Linked DNA regions of Rattus norvegicus: region 2 is linked to region 1. The links are chromatin contacts, called in public Hi-C maps. All regions are on one chromosome and are shown on one strand. Each heading gives the region's core, a stretch centred on a gene start, on an enhancer-like site or on the middle of the called end of the contact. The rest is flanking DNA. Distances are from core to core; before and after follow the strand shown. Region 1 has its middle 150 kb from the start of Nr2f2. Region 2 has its middle 290 kb from the start of Nr2f2.

What was found. Hi-C and Micro-C count contacts between places; a contact is called where the count stands out from the background.
Region 2: a contact with region 1 is called in a Hi-C map of liver, with 2.7 times the contacts expected there. The contact joins two enhancer-like sites. A contact is called at or near these places in 2 of 12 Hi-C or Micro-C datasets (the A7r5 cell line and liver).

Annotation. Positions count from the first base shown.
Region 1 is chr1:133,577,436-133,581,287 of GRCr8, reverse strand. No RefSeq gene overlaps it. Among named protein-coding and RNA genes, the nearest start is that of Nr2f2, 150 kb to the right of the region's middle. Within about 2 kb of position 1,702, at least 1 of the 93 cell types and tissues checked has an H3K27ac peak or open chromatin away from gene starts, as enhancers often do. A contact at or near this core is called in liver, where this site is marked.
Region 2 is chr1:133,711,544-133,715,395 of GRCr8, reverse strand. No RefSeq gene overlaps it. Among named protein-coding and RNA genes, the nearest start is that of Nr2f2, 290 kb to the right of the region's middle. Within about 2 kb of position 1,680, at least 16 of the 93 cell types and tissues checked have an H3K27ac peak or open chromatin away from gene starts, as enhancers often do. A contact at or near this core is called in liver, where this site is marked.

The DNA.
Region 1 (3,852 bases), core at 453-2,952:
GGGTTCTTTAAGGTTAGCTCTCTACAATCAGATCCTTGACAAACCTAGGCTTTTATTAGTCACCCACCTGGCCACTGGTGGCCACTCCATAGATCCCATTCCAGCCTTCGTCATGTCTGCCAACCCTGACAAAGAAGTAAATTAAACGTTAAAGACGATAGACAATTGCAGACGGTAGAGTGAATCTTAAAACAGCAAAAGGAAGATGTGAAGAGGAAGGCAGAGAAGAGAAGGCAAAAAAGGAGAAGAAAGAGGAGACTGGAGCTTAATTAATAATACTGCTCTCAATTGTACTTATTTTCTTAGTATCATGAAATCATAAAAGGCTGACTTTGAAGCAAGCTAAAAGGAAATCGAAATTTTCAGTGGCATTTTACATTGTCCTATAATTCTAACATCATTCTAAAATTAAAAAAAAAACTTTCGAAAATAAACAATTTACTACAAGAAAGATAAGGTGCCAGATTGGCATTCATAATTGTAAGTAAATATTACTGGAGGAAAGGCATAACATTCAACAAAGTGGTTATCAACTAGCTAGAAAAAACATTTGCAGCAGGGAAAGATGACGTAACTTCTCATTCTAATTCATACATTCTGATATTCTACTTGTGCTGTTCAGGGCCATGCTGTTTTCTTACAGGTAGAAGAAATGGAAGGTGTCGGCTTCACAGGCATAAGGATCTGAGGTGACTCTTCACTGCCCTTGTGAAAAGCTGGGCACAATGGCTGCAATCTCAGCACTGGGAAGGCAAAGATGGGGAACTCCCGAGTTGCACTGGCGAATCAGTACGGTCTCACTGGTAAGCCACAGTGAGAGGCTGTCTCAAAAAGTAGGGTGGATATCTCCTGAAGAACAAAACCTCAGGCCTGCATATACACACACTTAGACATGCTTCTGCACACATGTATACCTGCACACACACGAACACACATATGCCTGCAAAACACACACACACACACACACACACACACACACATGAAATCATTACCACCATTTTTCTTACTTATAGAAACACTAACATTAAAACTAATTTCTAACTGACTTCAAAAACTAAATGATGATTTGAAAATAGAAAGGGTTGAAGTGCACATGGAGAGTTGGCACACGAAGCTAATTGCGACTATAGAACCGCCCAGTACTTCAGTTGTTATCTCTTCCTTGACTTCGAAGAGCAGGCTTCGAGCTTCGACAGCTGCCCTGGGCTTCAACGCAAACCCTTGCATCCCACTTACGCTACTGGCTACTGTACTACTCTCTCCTGCCTGCCTGGCCCTGGCCCTCCTGTCTACCGTGGTTCTTCCCTGTGAGTTGTATATCCAAGAACTACTACTTCCCTACTCTTTCCTGCCTGTGCTCTCTCTGAGCTTCACATGTAGTTCCACACCCACCATGCAAATCTCTCTTCTTATTCCTTACTGCATTCTGTGCTGTTTATGCACATAACAACATTTCCGCCATCTTTTCAAGTCCCAGGAGGAAAGGACTGTGCTTAGCTGTTCATCTGAAACAATCTGAGAACGGATCCAAAGAAAGAAAGAGGCCGCATGTATTTTTAATGACCACAACACCAAAGACGTCATTCTATAAATTAGATTAGTTGGAATACTTTAAAGTGCCAACGACTAACGGATGGTGGAGAGTTTGTTTTTCCCTGGCATTAGAGAGACTAGGAAGCCTCTGCCCTCAAATTGGCACCGTGGCAGCCTCCTGTTTGTTTTTCTTGACAGCCTTCTCAGAAGTAGATCAATACCCCATGTGGGTGCTTCAGCCAACCTAAAATGGGAAGGAAAGAGGTAAAGAGCCAGCAATTTCCTTTTAAGTTATTATATAGTGAAGACATATAGCTACACATACCTACAAGGGATGCCGGGAAACACATTCCAGTGACAAAGTTTTCACGACATTTAAAAAAGAGGAGGAAATGGTGTATTAGTGGGCAATTTTGAACTGGGCCAATTATCACATCTTGGAGAAATTAACTACTTAGAACAGGGTGCTATGCCTCTAATCCTAGAATGTATGTCAACTAGTAGTCACTGTATTTTCTTCTCCTCCGATTCACAGCAACTAGTAACCTACTTTCTATCTGTGGGATTTTCCCGTTTGTCCCATTTCATATACATAGAGATGTATACTGTGTCGTCTTCAGTGTCTAGCTTCTCTTGCTGAGTGGATAATGTTTTCAAGGTTTATCCATATATCATATAAGTGCCTCGCTTGTCTTTATGACCCAGTATGTTGCAGCGCATGGATGTCTCATGTTTTATGCGATCGCCAGTTGGTCAGTGTTAGAGTCCCTTCCACTTTTGGCACCTTGAGTAATGTGGGTAACAAGATCCTTGGCACTCTTACTGTTTACATAGGTCTTCAGTTCTCCTGGGTACATGCCTAAGTGTGAAATCGCCACATCCTATGAAAACTCTGTGGTTTACATTTTGAGAAACGGACACGCTGGCTCCCAAATGGGCTGCAGTGTTTCCTACTCCCATCCTCAGTGCATGGGGGCTGTCACGTTCTCTCCGCATTAAGTCTTATTATTATCTCCTTCCTTCACCATTTTAGTGGATATAGACAGTGGAATGTCATTGGGGGTTTTACTTGAATCTTCTTAAGAACTATTGACACTGGACATCTTTTTATGTACTTATTGGTAACTTGTACACTTTCTTTAGAGAAAAGGATCCGCTCAAACCCTAGTACACAAAACCCAAGGTGTGGGAGTGTAGGGGGTGCACATATGTGTAAGTGCAGAGACCATATGTCGACCTCAGGTCCTTGCCATATGTTGGCCAGGCACTGTCCACCTTGGTTTTTGTCTTTTTCTTTGCTGTTGTTGTTTGGGTTTTTGCTTTGTTTTGCTTTGTTTTGTTTTATTTGTTGTGTTGATGCAGGGTTTCTTGTGGGTGGAAAACTTCTCACTTAGGCTAGATTGACCTCCCATTGAGCTCCAGAGCTCTGCCGGTCAAAGCACCCCAAACTCTGCATGCCTGCCAGCATGCCTGACTGTTTATATGGGTTCTCGAGATTGGTCCATTTTTCATAAAATATTTATCTTTTGTTGTTCAATTTAGACAGACTTTTTATACTCTGCCTCCAAGTTCTTCATCATATATGTGACTTCAAAAGGCTTTGCTGTCCTGTGATTTTTCTTTTCATTTTCTTGATGGTGGTTTGAAACATAAAACTTTCCTATTAACTTTGATAAAGTCAGATCACAGTATGTTTTCCCATTGCCTTTGGTATCATATTTAGAAAACTCTTGTTTAATTCTATCTTAGCTCATTCATTTAATTCCATGACCCATCTTGGGGTTATTTTTGATTATGACATGGGACACGTGGTCTAATGTTATTCTTTTGTAAATTGATACTCAGTTGCCCAGTATCACATTTTGAGAAGATTGGGTTGGGTTTTTGATTTTTTTTTTTTTTTTTTTTTTTTGCTGCTGCTGCTGCTGTTGTTGTTGGTTGGTTGGTTGGGTTAGGTTGGGTGTTTTTTTAAAGGTTTTTTTTGGTTGGCTGGTTGGTTGGTTGGTTGGTTGGTTGGTTTGGGGATTTTTTGGAGGGGTTTTGTTGTTGTTGCTATGATTGTTGTTGTTGTTGTTGGTGTTGGTGCTGGTGGTGGTGGTGGTACTGGTGGTGGTGGTTGTTGTGGTGGTGGTGGTGGCTGTGGTGGTGGTTTTGCATCAACTTGTTTTGTCACACGTTATGCAAAAACCAATTAACTGGAAAAAGAACTATTTCTGGATGCTCAGTTCAAGTCCACTGATCCAAATATTCTCCTTTCTGCTGAAGCCATCCCTTCTTGCCTGCTCTAGTTCGTTTTAGAATTTTGCTCGTTTTCAGGAT
Region 2 (3,852 bases), core at 431-2,930, 130 kb before region 1:
GAGACCTCCTACAACAAGATAATACCCCTTAGGGAAATTTGAGGAGAGAGAAAACATTTTACCCTAAGTCTGAGATGTTTTAACTAATTTATTAAAATGTTTGTAAAATGGTTAGGACTCTATCACTATGGGCCAGTGAGCTGGCTCAGCTGGTAAAGGCATTTGCCATCAAGTCGAATAATCAGGCATCCACTGGAACTGCATGGTAAACTCTGGTCTCTACATATTTACAGCACGGCCCACTCATGCACACACACACACACACACACACACACACACACACAAACACACACTAAATAAATTTAATCTTTTTAAAAGTCTATACCACTTGCTAGAATTATTTATTCTGCTTCTTTGTAAAGATATTCTCATACCAGTGTAAGCTGCTATGAAAGACACATTTCTGGTACCTATCACTTTGTTTTGTTTTTGTTGTTTGGTTGGCTTTCTTTTGTTTCTTAGACTGTCTCAATCTCTTTATGAACAGATTGATCTCTAACTTGGTGTAATAAAAGCTGGTTTCTAAGTCCTGATCCTCCTGCTACTGGGTTTGAAAGTACTAGAACTGCTAGCGTGCTGCACAGTTGGCTTCCCGACTTCCACAGAACAGCCCTCATGATGTGTTTGGACTTCAGGGCCTGGGGACTAAACCCTTGAGGAGGTCACGTCCCTCTCCAGGTCCTACTTCCATGTTTGCTTAGCAGTAGGGCTGACAGCTAGTCCAGAATACCTCATGCTACATGGCATAGCAAATACCACCGGGGGGGGGGATAATTTTGCCCTACTGTACACTGGCAAATAAAAAATGTCGAAGGGTGTTTGACGCCATGCTGCCAATAAAATGAGTAACTGGAGTGTGTTTTGCTGGAAGTTACTAGATGGAGTTTCTAGAGATTTCTACTGCCAAGCAGTCCACCTAAATTTTCCTAGACAACCCCAAGCTATTCTTGCAATGTTTTCAGAATGGACCTTGGCAGGCAGAGCCCCCTTGGCTCAGCATGTTATCCCACTGCCTTCTGTATCAAAGGGGACTTCCTGCTGCGTTTGTTTACACCATTAAATTTCTTCCAAGTAAAGCCAGGAGAATTTTTCCAGGTGTTCACATTCCTGGAGGGTGGGGAAGAGGTTGAGCCCTCTACAAGATCAGTCCTACAGCCACAGTGCAACACAAAAGATCTCTTTCACCACGCGACCTCCTCTGGAGTGCTCTATTCTGGGGGCCGCCTTGTAACTCTAAAAGGCAGTCCTCCGGGCTCTGCAGGCACGGAGTCATTGGGTCACAGTCTGATCTGGGCCGTACACCTTGGAAGGATTTCGGGTGCATCTCATACTTCCAGTCCGTTCTGGTCCCATCAGGCCCGGGACCCAGGGCTAGTGACCTGTCAGTCTCCGCCGTTCCCAAGGAGCTCCGTCTGTTTAAAAAGGAAGCACGGTCGATTCCAAGGAGCTACAGGTAGACAGAAGAGCTGGAACCCGGTCTAGGGCAGGGCAGGTGAGGCTGGCAAGGTCACCCATTCAGTCACCAGGTGGTGCATTTAATTTAAAAGGAGTGTTAACCTTGTTTATACAAAATAACACCAATATGGAGGGAAGCCGTAAATCCGTTGTCGTTAAACAGTGGGGAGCCACTGGCTCTGGCAGCCTGCCCACCAGCGACGTGAACTCGGCTGGCACCAAGCGTGCAGGAGCACGGCCCGGGCTGGCCTGCCAGCCTAGCAAGAGAAGGCCCGAGCTGCGCCCTCTCTGCCCACCAGATGACTCTTCGCATTCTTGTCAAATATATTTAGAACAAGAGGTGTCCGCTTAAAGAGAAGCATTTGTTAATCACTTAAATGCAGGCGTTTGGCCGTGAGCCAAGTTCACCTTTATAAATATGTAGGATCGGTTTCCAGCTAGGCAGACAACTCCTGGGTGAGCTCTCCTTCCCTCCTCTCTGGGGCAAGCGTCTCCTCCAATCGACCTAAGGTGCATGTCCCTAACACCTTATTAATTTTGTAGCCGGCGGGGGTTTCCTGAGCTCATGCCAGTCTTCTATCTGAAAGTTAAGGGAGATAAATACACGCTGGCCCTGCACAGAGAGGAGAGCGGTGTTTCTTTAAGTAAGGAGCAGATTAAAGTTAAATTCCTGTTGACTGGAGCGCTGGTGTCCACATCCTTCTGTTTACCAGCAGCTGTCCCAGTTAATGACACTCTGATAACTCTAGAGCTGCCCTGGTCGGCGGTGGGTGAAGCAGATAAAGAAGCCACTGTTAAACAATCCAGACCTCCACTTCTCTCGGTCACTCTTGGCTGAAGAGCCTGTGAAAAGTGCCCAGAAGAGGCAAACCCTGAGTGCCCAGGCATTTGCTCGCCAACTTGGGAGTTCAGAGTCCAAAAGCCCTGGCTGTTCAGGCAGAGCACTGCAAAGCTGATGAAAATTCCAGCAGTAGGGACTGGAAGGGCAGGCTGGGGGCAGGGAGAGCAGCTGCTGAGCCGGGTCAGAAGGTCAGCTGTAGGCATCTTGGAGAATTCTCCTCCTCCTGGTTTAGAAGCAGGGACACTTCCCTGCCCCCCAACCCGACAAACAGAGATAGCTAACATCTCAGGGACTCAGGGAAGAACCACAGCTGTCCTAGGGTCGTTAACCACAGAGAAATCACGTTTAAGATTTGGAACAATCTCCTTCAAAAGATTTTATTGTTGTAGGGGACCTTGCCCCGGCACCTAGATGAATACTCTTTGCTTTTGCAGCCAAAACCGCAACCGAAAAGATTAAAGAAGGTGCCTAAAGTGACTTGGAAAGGTTAGTGGCAGTATATGAGCTGGAAGCCAGCTCCTCGTCCGTCACTCGTTCCAGAAAGACAAACAGATATTTAAATTTCCTACTTGAGGCAGGCAGACAGCAGCTCTCTAGCCTCTTCTACACTGGGGAACCTGCCAAGCCCTCACCTGGCTCAACTCCCAGCTTGGGTGATCCTTGGGTTTCCTAAGATCCACCTCCAGCCTGCTTAATTCCTGAATACAATCCACGTAAAGATCAACAAACTCGGAATCCCATAATCCCTTCCATGCTCTAACCAGCGAAGCAGACCTACCTCCAATAAAGCCAAGGCCCGGGACAAATTGATTTCTGCTTTTAGAACGTGTAAATACTTTTGCTTCTTTTCACCTAATTTTTGTCACCTGAAGTATGCCCCTGATTTACTCCAGGAGATACTGAGGGGGTCAGAGAGGTGAAAGGTTAGCCAAGTAGGGTGAGCTGTTCAAAAGAAAAAAATGAGTCTGTTTGGAGTCCAGGTGATTTCCTTAAGAAGGTCTTTGATATTCGCCCGAGACAAGCAAGGTATTTGTTTTCTTTCTTTTTCCCTTTTCTTCTTTCTTTCTTTTTCTTTTTCTTTTTTTCTTTCAAAACAAAATTCTATATAACAGAGCCATGTCCCAGACTTGCTTTGTAGACCAGACTGGTCTCAAACTCACAGAGATCCCACTGCTTCTACTTTTGGAGGGCTGGAATTAAACACACGAGCTTCACCACACCTGAACTGAGGCCAGCTACTCTGTCTAGGACACTGTAAGGCCCTTGATTCATAGTCCCAAACTGTAGCATCTCCAGAAATGTCTTTACACAAAGCATTATAAAATGATTCCTTCTACACAATTTAATTAGATTACTGCCTTTGTGTGTGTTCCTGTGCATTCGGGTGTTCCTATGTGTACCGGTGAATACTTGTGGAGGCTACAAGGTCGGTCTACAGTTTTGAGAAAGGTTTGCTCAATGACCTGGAGCTCACAAGTATGAATGAGTCCAACTATTATGCACCAGTCAACAACCCTCAGGCAACCAAACATCTCCACCTCTCTAGCACTAGGGAA